Regions from separate parts of the Gossypium hirsutum genome. Here region 1 is linked to region 2. Evidence: chromatin contacts called from public Hi-C data. All regions are on one chromosome and are shown on one strand. Each heading gives the region's core, a stretch centred on a gene start, on an enhancer-like site or on the middle of the called end of the contact. The rest is flanking DNA. Distances are from core to core; before and after follow the strand shown. Region 1 holds the start of LOC107899455 (transmembrane protein 230). Region 2 has its middle 15 kb from the start of LOC121216557.

Region 1 (5,526 bases), core at 338-2,837, 220 kb before region 2:
TATGAAAATTTTTCTGGGTCATTTTTGTGGCCAATGTAGCTTTCAGAATTCGGCCGTACGATTGGGTCGGGTTTAAGGCGTTACATCTTCAATATTCATACACTCGAATAAGGAAAGTAGAACTCAATTGGTACTACTCTTTTGAAATAATCTAAAAATAGAATTAACTTGAAAAAATCACACTAGAATAAATTCCTAGGAAAGTTTGGAGGGATCACAGATGGTCCCAGTTAAAACTCAAACTTCTAGACAGAATTTCCTCTAATGCAATATAAGAAGAATTCTAAAGTTTTAGAAAGAATGAAAGAGAGTCGAGAGAGAGTAGAAGAAGCTTTATTTTTTAGTTGTGTATTAAATGAAGGAAAAATGCCTCCTATTTATAAGATTTTAGAAAAATATTTAGCAGGAACAAAATGATAATATTTTCATGTAACGGTTAGAAAAATATTTAATATTTTTGAAACTATAAAAAACACTTTGTAACTATTGGAAATAATAATTTGTAACTGCTGGAATAAATTTACATTACTAACAACGTTAAAGTCTTAGGTGACCTTAGAAAGGATATTAAAACTTGGTTTAGTTGTCTTGATTACCTTAATGCTACTTGCATATTATGCATTGCTAGATTGAGTATAGTCACATACAAGGTCTATTTTCTCTAATTCTTTCTAACTATATAAATTATTGTTGTTGTTATGTTTTATTAAGCATATTGAATTTCGACTTTATTCATCAAAACCTGTTATTTTAATTGTATATATTGATATTTTCAGTTGTCAATTTTAGTTAAAAATTCCCTTGGTTGCATTTGCATTAATGTCTAATTTTACTTAAGGGCAAGCAAAAAACTAATTGTAGGGTTATGATGAGTGATCATCATGATTATATTTTATGCCTCTTTTACTTAGCTTTTGTTTGTTTCTTAAGTGAAATTACATGCATTTATAGCTTTTTAGTGGAATTTGCATATCATGTGTACATTTTGTATTCTTTGAATTTTAGCTAATAATCCCCCCATCCATCTCCTCCTCCCGCATTCCTCGTCCCTCTCCTCTCCCTCTCTCTCCTCCTTTCCATTTTATCCCTGCTACAATCTCACCCTCTTGCTGTCACTCCCTCTCCTCCCTTTCTCTTTCATTCTTTCAAATATGACAAGTTTGGTGATTGTGGAAAAAAATTGAGAAAAAAAATTGAAAAAAAGGAAAAAAAAATTAAAAAGAAAACAATAAATAAATAAAAAGATGTCATGTGTCCTAATTTGATTAGTTTTAACTTTTTTTAATGGAGTGTAATGGTAGGACCTACATTAATTATGAAATTATAGTTTAGGTATTTGATTCAATTAAAAAATTACATTTAAATAAATTAGATAAATGGCATAATTTGAACACCTTAATTCAATTAAACTTTTTTAATAAGATAACAATTAAATCAAAAGTGATACCTAAAGTTAAAATATCACTTAATATAAAAAAATTTCTAAATAAAAAGTGCTATAATTAAAAATTAATCTCTTAAAAAAATTAATTTTTCATTTAAGCTTAATAATATTAAAATAAATAAATAACCATCAACGGAGAAAGCGAGTAGCCCACGGTAATTGCCTAATTGGTAACTGAAGAGGAGAAATGTGAATGCCTATTTTTTTTTTCATTTTTTCATTTTTGATTTTGACCTTTCATCTGCTTCTTCTTCTAGGGAAAGGGGGAGAAAGACGCCTCTTCTTAGCTCGAATCCCTCCAAATCCAAATCTAAATCCAAGTTCCTCTCCTCAATCTAATTGCATAGCATACTGAAGTTAGAGTAACCATGTACGTTGAACATGCCTTCTCGATATCCGACGAGGATATCATGATGGACACTCCCCACGCCATTAACAATCGGCCTCCGTACAAGGAGATCGGCCTCGCTGTCGCTCTTCTCGTCTTTGGCACCCTTGGGATCATCCTGGGTATTTTCATGGCCGTCAACAAAGTCGGCGGTGACCGCGCCCATGGTTCTGTTTCTTTCTTAAAAGATAAATTGAATTTCATTCAAGCTAGGCCAATTAGCTGATCTCTGGGTTACTATTTGTTTCTTTCAGGGCTTTTCTTTGCAATACTCGGATCCATTTTGTTCATTCCAGGCTTCTATTATACAAGGATTGCATATTATGCATTTAAGGGATACAAAGGCTTCTCCTTCTCCAACATTCCCCCTGTCTAGAGCCCTTCTCCTTCAACTTCTCTGCCCTATGTACAGATCCTCTTTCATTTATTTACTTTCTTTTGAATGTTTTGTTCCTGCGGACTCCAGTTCTTTTCTTGACTTCACTTTTGTATGTTATTTGTTTCATAGTGCAATTCTGACCAGTATTCCTGTTTGTTGTGGTTGTTTTATGAAATAATATCTAATCTTCCCATTTACTGTTTCTTAATATTACAAATCAGTCTCAATGTTTATTTCTTTAACCCAGCTATCTCTTAAGGCTTACCTTACCCTGTGCTGTTATATTGATCTCATGTACTTGAAGAAGTCCTTTCATTAATAGTTTTAGCATATGTTATTGGCTAGAGGTTTGTCATTGTTTGAAAGAGTAGATGGAGAGGCTATTAAGGATTGTATTTGCTCTGCTTGCGTGATTAGTGCATGTAATTCGGCAGCATGTTTGACTTTTTTATCTGTGTTTTTACCAAACTGTTGTATGATTCGGTGATATTTGTACTAACAAGTTAAATATGTACACTTTCATGTAAAGGATCAGTGGGCATGTGGTGTGGTTTACGACAGTGAACAACAGCATTAGAAAGAGTTAGGGCTGAAACATGAATAGAAAGTTGGAACTAGAAAACGTATGGTTATAGAAAACCTGTAATTTCTTTATATTAATTCAAAGAAACTAATATGAATAATAATGTTGTCTGTAAAGCTTACAACTAATTTATATAGGCTTTCTTTCTTGCAAGTAAAGTCACTGGCTTTCTTGCAAATAGAGTTTTAGATAACTAATAACCTTAGCTGTCCATAATATACCTAATACATAATAAATAAATTTGAAATAATAAAATATGAAAAAGCTCCCATGTCTCCCCAGCTTCAGCTTGTAAAACTCAACTCCTATGAGAAAACTTTCACTGCTTCAACATAAATTTCTCGATCAATTCCAACTCATACTCATCTTAAAAATGTGTTGGTTAAAATGCTTCTGTTGCTTTTCATTTGTTAAATTGATGCAGAATTGCTCAAAGTTGGTTGTCTTAAAACTCTCAAATTCATAAATATAAAGAACACTGATCAAGGGATTTGATTCTATATCTTGATCAATAGCAATATTTATTTTCCACAAGCAAGTCAAATAATTTTGAACGAACAAATTTGGCTAAAGCATCTCTACTAGGAGTTTATGAGCATTTGGATCCAGTGATTTGAAGTGGTCTCATCACGAGTCACAAGAACACATTTACATAAGGACTCTCTTCTAGAGTCTTCTCGGCGCATGTAAAAAGTTATACAGCACCTTTTAGATGGACCCAAGATTTATCATCCTTTGGTTCAAAAGCATCTGTTTCTTGTCCCTAGCAAACTCAATATATCCTAAATGTAGAATTGCAACTCCACATTCTCCCCTTTGATCAAATTGAATTTTAATTAATTTTCCAAAGCGACTTGAGTTGTCTCTGACAGTCTTTGCATTGCCAAATATTTCTAGAACAGGATTAGATTCCAAGATCTTCTGCACCACACCCTGTTCCTCTGCATTTTTAACTCTTCCTCCCACATAGGCTAGATAGCATATCTTTGTATGCTCTGTTTTACCTATTCCATATGACTTTTGATTCATAGAAATTTGAGGTAATGGTTCTTTCCAAAGCTTGTTGCATGCTTTCTGTAATCGCCAAGTCTTGAGTAGGAAATAGAGAATTAAAAAGGTTCTTAATGATCATAACTATTGTTTAAGAAACTATAACATTAACCATAAGGAACTTGTTTGAAGTAATAAATTTGATTAATTCAAACAGCCTAGAATTGTATTGGTTGAAATAACCCTTGCCTTCATTATCATCACTCCACAACTCCAAAAACCCTATAAAAAGGGCTTTTCCAATGATAAGCTGTTCTATCTTGAGCGTTTGCTGGAAAGATCATCTCAATGATGGTACAAATTATATCATCATTGAGAAAAAATCTCTCTTTTCATTAGTAACTTGAGCTTTAGTTGAGTTCCCATTATTAGTAGTTGACTCATCTCTAGATTAATGCACTGAAAGCTTTGGCTTCGATATCAAACCCCTTGTTAGTTTCAACCTGTATTGCAACAGGGATTGATAATGAAGAGCTAGTTGAAAATTTAGAAAGATCCCTAGCATCTTTTGTAAATAGAGAGAATGTAATGCCATCTCCTACGATACATGGCATGTTTGGGAAATCCAAACACCTTTCTTTCACGTACAAATTTTGCAAACTCAAAGTCACTTCACCTATAACCTGCATCCTAAATTATATCTAACCCAAAATTCTTTGGATACATTTATCAATATTTGAAAGAAGTTGCTTTTTGCATAATCAAATTCAAAGGTAGAATCATCGTCAAGTTTATTTTTTTGGAGAAACAAGTTTGAAAACCCCAAGCATAAAGGCAATCATCAAGAGAAATAAGTACGAAGCTGCATCCATAAATGCTGCCAAGTTTAGCAAGATCAAACAAACATGGCCATTCAACATATAAACACTTACAACATTTAAAGTAGCTTTTACAACTGTTGCATGTTTTGAAATATTTAGTTGTCTACCCACCACACTCAGGATCTGCATAAACTTGCTTGGCATTTCTAACCACTCATAAAGGCCATTTGGAGTCTTAAAAGTTGTCTTCCATTCATCAAAACTTCTCAACCTATTGTGGTGATAATCACTTGTCACATTGAGAGTTCTATAGAGTCAACTAATTGATCAAGAATATCATTCACCCAAGGTGTTCCCACAAGAATATAATCCACATCCATAGTAACATAACACAAGTCATGATCATCTACGTGAGGCCACTCTTTAAAGAATGCTTCCATCTCTTGGATTTGATGTTGAATATGGTGAAGGTAGCACATCATTTTGGGGCATTAACTAGGATCTTGATCACCCCTCAAGGGAGCATCTATTACAATAACTAATTTGGTTTCATCATGGGTCATGTTGAACATACTAGGATCTCAAATTCTTTTGGGCTGAAATATGAGTTAGTTTTGTGCTGATCTCTAACTTCTTCAAAATCCTTCCCATGAGCACTCAATGTCTTTAATAGTGAAGATCGTTGGCTAAGTGCATCTACCGCAAGGCTTGACTCCTCTTCACCTTCCATTGTTGTTGTCAATTCATTATGAACAATCAAGGGCTCTCTCTAAGCTGTATATATATTCTTAAGTTTCTTCCTGGTTCTCATCATAAATATGGCTAATAGTTCATACTCTTGCCAAGAAAATCAGCACATCCAACCATGGCCTAAAAGAAAACCCTAATATAAACCCTAGGATCAAATTATGCTTTGATGCC
Region 2 (6,299 bases), core at 1,880-4,379:
AAGTAGAGTATTATAAGTTGTAAAATAAGAACATGAAGGTTGCTGAAAGCAACAAGAAAATGGTAATCGATGCTAGTGTAGCCGAGGATAAGGGTGATGATTGGTTGGTAATGTCTACGACCAAAATGTCTAAGCTTATATCCGAGTAGATCCTGGATTTGGGGTGTTCTTACCATATGTATCCTAATAAGGACTAGTTCTCCACATATAGTCTAGTTGAAAGTGGAGTTGTGCTCATGGGGAATAATTCACCTTGTAAGATAATCAATATTGGTACCATTCAGATCAAGATGCATGACAGAATTATAAGGACACTGTCAAGTGTCAGACATGTGACTGATTTAAAGAAAAACATTATCTCCCTAGGTATGTTAGACTCAAAAAATTGTAGAATCGTCATCGATTCAAGCACCATTAAGGTATCTCGTGGAACTCTTATTTTGATGAAAGCTCAAAAAATTGGCAGTCTATATGTTCTGTAGAGTTGAACAATGACTAGTGCAGCAGCAATTTCCTCATCTATTACAGAGTTGGAGTCAACTCGATTGTTACATATATGACTTGGTCATATGAGCAAGAAAAGTATGACCATTTTGAATAACGGTCTTCCAGTTACAAAGTTCAAGCACCATTTGGACTTGGTTAGTATCTTACAAAGATTGAGTTAGGCCCATGACGGGGCCCAAAAAATGAGGTATTTAAAATATGAGTCAAGGTGGAAACTTGTGAAGTGTGTCTCACATTTTTCTCATGATGTTACGACGAGAGGACCGGTGACATCACAACAACGCAAAGGCATTTGAAATAGAGACAAAACAAAAGACGACGTCCTGACAACATAACTCATGATGTTGCGACGATGCGGCAAATTCTATCTTAAGGAAGCTGCGTAATTAGACTTTCAACGGGGCTACTTTTCCTAGTTAAACTTGAATTTTTCCAGAGATATTTCAGTCTGATTAGAAATCTAATTGTAGCCTATAAAAAGGACCTTAGTAATCCTAGAATAGTACTCATCACAATATTAAAAGAGAGTTTTAGAGAGCTTTAAGGAATTTTGTGTTTTAGTCAAAGAGCTTTCCATCCAGGATTAGAGTTTCATTTTTCAATTCTCCATCTTGTACTATTCAATTACTTGCTCATTAGTGAAGTTTCTTTTTCTTGTGGTTTTTTATCCTCTTGATTGGAGGAGTATTCCCACGTAAATTTGCGTGCCTAATTTTCTCTATTCCTTCTTTCTCGTTTCTTATACGATTTGATCCCCAAAAAATAACAAAAATTACATGTGAAAGCCTACTTTAATCTTTCCATATGTTGAGATCTTCATGCCTTGTGGTTTTGATCTTCCAAATTAACATGTAAGTATTTAGTGAAAATAAGTCTTTCGTTTGTGGAGATGAGATGTCAAAAAAGTTATGTATGTGCAAATTGGGAAACATAGCCGTAATATATAAATTTTGTACATTAACACTAATTTATAATCAGCACATCATCAATTAGAAATTAGTTACTAGAATATCTACACATATTTAGTCTATATTTTATGTAATAACTAAAACCCATCAAACTTTTTGTTTATCATAACATTTTATAATAGTAAATAACTAGTTTTTCTTACTCGTGCAATGGATGGATTAATCCTATGTATTTATTTTTGTTTTAAAATAGTTTATAATATTCTGAAAGAAATTTATGCTTTTATTATAGGGAAGAAATTAAAAAAAAGATAAAACTATAATGATATTTTGATATGAAATTAATGATTGAGAATGTTATAAAATTATAACGTATCTTAATATACAACTTACTATTCAAGATTTTCGGTCAAGCAGTGATATATATATGTTTTGAAATTAACAATAAAACAAAGGGAAAAATGGAGAAAAGCAATGGTGTAACGTCGTCTTCTGGTGGCGACGTTAGACATTCAACTAAGAAAGTACGTCGTAGGCCAGAGGAACCACCTAACCCAGATGATCCCATATTGGATGCGAAAGGATTGGCAGTGAACTCGAGTGGTGGTACAAAGGAATCGTTGAAAGACAAATTGATAGGTAATAATGCTGATGGTGAGAAACCTCAGAAGGAGAATGAGGATTTTGAATTAATGGAAGGTGATGCTACAAATGAGGTCATCAATGGTATCCCCTTTATTACGTTCTCTGAGTGATACACCAGTATATTACTGAAAGGATGTTTCAGACTATAATTGTTAAACTCCTTAGTAGAAGGATCTCTCATCTCACCATGTCTAGCAAGTTACTGGCCATTTGGAAAACAAAATGTCTATTACATATTCTGGACTTAAAAAATGACTATTTTTCAGTTAAATTTCATGAGAATGAATATTACCTTGCTACTTTATCAGGGGACCGTGACCTATCTTTGACTAATAGCTTATGGTATAACCATGGACTCCAGCCTTTATGATAGATCAATCACTACCTAATAATCTAATGGTTTGGATTCGCCTACCTGGGCTACCAGAGAATATTTATTTTAAGAGCTTACTGAAATTTATCAGGAATGTGATAGGACTGATGGTGAAAATTGACCATAATATGGATGTTAAACAGAGGAGTCAAGTTGCTAGAATGGCAGTTTTGTGGATTTGGGAAAGCCTTTAATCTCAAAGGTTATGATTAACAGGAGGATTCAATGGGTTAAATATGATTCCTTACCCATGGTTTGTGTCGAATGTGGAAGGTATGGGCATTATAGAGAAGTATGTCCTTACAAAGTAGGGCAAGAAGCGGATTCGTTGGGGGGAAGATAAATCACCAAAGCGGGAAATGGTGTTGCAGAAAGAGGTAGAAGTAGAGAAGTACGAGTCATGGATGATTGCTGAACGAAGGAAAATGAGAAAGGAAAGAACGGCGCTGGCGAAGGCCAACATGGTAAGTAGTTCCAGATTTGGAATTCTAATTGGGAATCATGGGAATTGGCAAGGGAAAAACTTAGGGAATTAAATGATAAAGATGTCAATCAGTTTTTAGGGGAGAAAATTAGGGAGATTAAGGATGTTGGAAAGGAATGGTGGCATGGAGAAGAAGCAAATAAGGGAAAAGGCAAAGGCAAAGGACACCCGAAGGGTAAAGGGAAAGGGCCAGTGTTGGTTAGTGAGCCGAAACATAATAATAACATACTAAAATAGTCCAACAAAATAGGTGGGTCTCCTATTGGGCTGACCCCTTTGATGAGGGATAAAAAATGGGGCTAATTTTAATTGACGAGGAAATGGGTCAGATTAATTTTCAAGTGGTGAGTCCATTTTTAAATTGGAGGAAAAAATGTTGCAGTAAAATCTCCTTCCAAAACAAGTATGTCGCTGAAAGTAAGGGTTAGTGCTCTCGAGTTTTGGATTCGTAAAATAAAATGGGAGAAAATTTTTGGCAAAGACTAGATGATGAGGCAGGAAGCGAATGGGTGATAACATCGGTCAAAAACTAACGAATCTATCAGAAAGTGAGCAGCCTTCAATGTCAGTGGTGGGGGCAATAGAAGATATTCTACAAGGGTTGTATCATGAGGTTGGGAAAGATATGGCGATGAAGGGGAATGTTGTCGATGTTGAAGGTTCAAAGGATGAATTTCTAGTGGATGCGAAGGCCGCTTGATTTCAGTGGTAAAAGTCGATTTCTTTATTTTTTATTTGATGATGGTGGATTTCAATTTTTGTTTTTATTTTTATTTTGGAACTATCAAGGGTGTAGACCCATTTCCATAAATTTTTAAAGGAGTATAGAAGAGTGTTTTATCCAGATTTTGTTACTTTGTTTGAAACTCGAATCAGTGATCTTAAGGCAGATTCAGTCATTGCGAAGTTGGGTTTTGAGTATTCTTTTAGATTCGAAGCATCAGGCTTCGCAAGGGGTATATGGTTACTGTGGAATAAGGGAACTCAGGTGGAGATTTTGAAAGTTCATCCTTAATTTGTTCATATGTAAATCCATGATGATAGAAGTCAATACCCGTTTCTTTGCATTATGGTTTAAGCGAGTCCACAATGAAGCACAAGGGCTCAGTTGTGGATAAGTTGGACTAGGTTGCCAGTGAAGTGAAGGAGCCATGGATGATTGCAGGTGATTTTAATGTCATTATGTGTGGGGAAGAAATACAGGGCGATTCTGAACCTAGTCTTGTGGGGTGTAATCGTTTCAGGTCTTTTGTATCACAAACACAGACTTCTCGATTTATGATTTCAAGGACCAATGTCCACGCGGAATAAGGGAAATTTATTTCAAAGATTGGATCAATCTATTTGCAATGAGTATTGGCAGGCTTTTGCATCTAGTACAACTGTGTGACACCTACACAGGTTGAAGTCTGACAATCAACCGTTGTTGATCTTGACGCATCCGGAGAGTTCAATGGAAAGAGATCGACCATTTAGCTTTCTTGCTAGTTGGTTAACGCACCCTGAGTTCCGAGATGTTGTGTTAAAATGTTGGAGTAACGATGTGAAAATTGCGATGAATTTAGAGAACTTGACTCGATTGATCCAAGTCAGGAATAGAACAGTGTTTGGTAACATTTTTGCTAGGAAAAGAAAAGGAAATATGAAACTTGAACGCATGCAAAAAGCCTGGGAATGAAATAATAACATGAGGCTTAGATTGAGGGAAGAAGAAGTGCGACTTGGAATTGAAAACATACTGAACCAAGAGGAAATATTTTGGTTTCAGAAGTCCAAGAGTGAGTGGTTATTGAATGGGGACAAAAATACAAATTTCTTCCATAATCTCACAATGAAGAGGCATCGACATAACTAAATTGCGGGTTTGAAAATAGAGGGTAATAAATGGTTCTATGATAATGAAATCCTTACAAGGCATACGGTTGAGTATTTCTCAGCTTTATATACAATGGACCCATACTAGATTGGGAGCTTTTTTGTCAAGGGGAGTTTTTCGAATTTGTGATCTCATATTATTAGTGATCTATGTACCGAGGTCAATATAGAGGAGATTTAATGTTATTTTTTTTAGCATGGCCTCGCTCAAAGCGTTGGGTGTGGATGATTTTCATGCCTAATTTTACCAAGCAAATTGGGATATCGTAGGAAGCAGTGTCTTTTAGATGGTTCAATCTATTGTTTTAGGAGGAGCTTCAGACCAGAAACTTAACAGAACTCTCTTGGCCCTTATTCCTAAAAGCATTGGTGCAGAGTTGATCAGTCAATATAGGCCCATTAGCTTATGTACGGGTCTGTATAAAATTATTACACAAACTATTGTTATTTGTCTTTAACAAGCTATGCAAGTGCTAGTAAAAAAGAATAACTCAAGTTTCATTGCATTGCGAAATATTTCTGATGACATTATTGCTGCCCAAGAAGTGATCCCCAATTATTTTATGGCTACAGCTCAAATTCCAATCACGATCTGCAAGGAAATTGAAAAGCTAGCTCGCGGTTTCTTGTTGGGAACAGCAAGCTCAGGTAGAAAACCATCACTCATTAGCTGGAAATATTGTTATACACTGATGTTGAATGGAGGTTTAGCGATTCGAAAGTTGCAAGACCAAAACAAACTCTTTACTTTTAAATTTGGGGTTTAATTTGGTGCTAACACAGAAAAGTTGTGCATTCATGTTCTATGTAATAAATACAATGTTCGTGGAATCATCCCAAAGAAAATACGTCAAAACAACTGCTCGTTCATATGGCAATCCATTACGAGTGTTTGGAATGAGATTAAACAGGGCCTCATTTGGACTATCTGTGATGGGAGCATGGTAAATTTTTGGAATGATAATTTGGAAACGAATTTGGGTCCGTTAAAACCGCAGTATATTGGTAATGAACCCCTGGATGAAATTTTTCGTATCTGTGACCTTGTGACGTCGGAAGGAGAATGTAATACAAAATGGTATCTACGATGCTCTCTAGAGATATTGTTATCTAAATATGTGCTTGCAACACGCCATTGAGGGATTTGGGTTTTGATCAAATCTCTTGGTGGTGGTTGTCGATAGGGAATTTCTCCATTGCAAAAACGTACAAGCATCTCTTTAACACTAGTGGACCAAGGTAGTTTGGGTATGACAGATTAATTTAGAGAGTTGCGGCACCTTAAAGGGTGTGAGTTTTCTGTGGTTGCTTATCTGAAATAGACTTTTGACTAATAGGGAACGTACAAGGAGAGGTATGACATCAATTCCCTTTTGCGAACAATGTGGTTGGTATGTAGAAACAACAATTCACGTGGTAATGGACTATAGTTTTTCTCAATCTAATTAGAAATCATTGATTACTAGGCAAAATTGGAAATTTTTTTCTTTAACTCAACACTTGAGAT

The links. A called contact is a pair of places that touch in the nucleus more often than the background predicts.
Region 1: a contact with region 2 is called in a Hi-C map of leaf, with 1.8 times the contacts expected there. The contact joins the promoter of LOC107899455 here to the enhancer-like site in region 2. A contact is called at or near these places in 5 of 34 Hi-C or Micro-C datasets (hypocotyl, leaf and petal).

Annotation. Positions count from the first base shown.
Region 1 is chrD04:18,998,527-19,004,052 of Gossypium_hirsutum_v2.1, reverse strand. It overlaps LOC107899455 (transmembrane protein 230), which reads left to right and starts at 1,587. Exons shown (of 2, transcript XM_041092096.1): 1 at 1,587-1,999; 2 at 2,087-2,408. The coding sequence starts at 1,813. The coding sequence ends at 2,208.
Region 2 is chrD04:18,778,346-18,784,644 of Gossypium_hirsutum_v2.1, reverse strand. No RefSeq gene overlaps it. Among protein-coding and RNA genes, the nearest start is that of LOC121216557, 15 kb to the right of the region's middle. Within about 2 kb of position 3,129, at least 7 of the 9 cell types and tissues checked have an H3K27ac peak or open chromatin away from gene starts, as enhancers often do. A contact at or near this core is called in leaf, where this site is marked.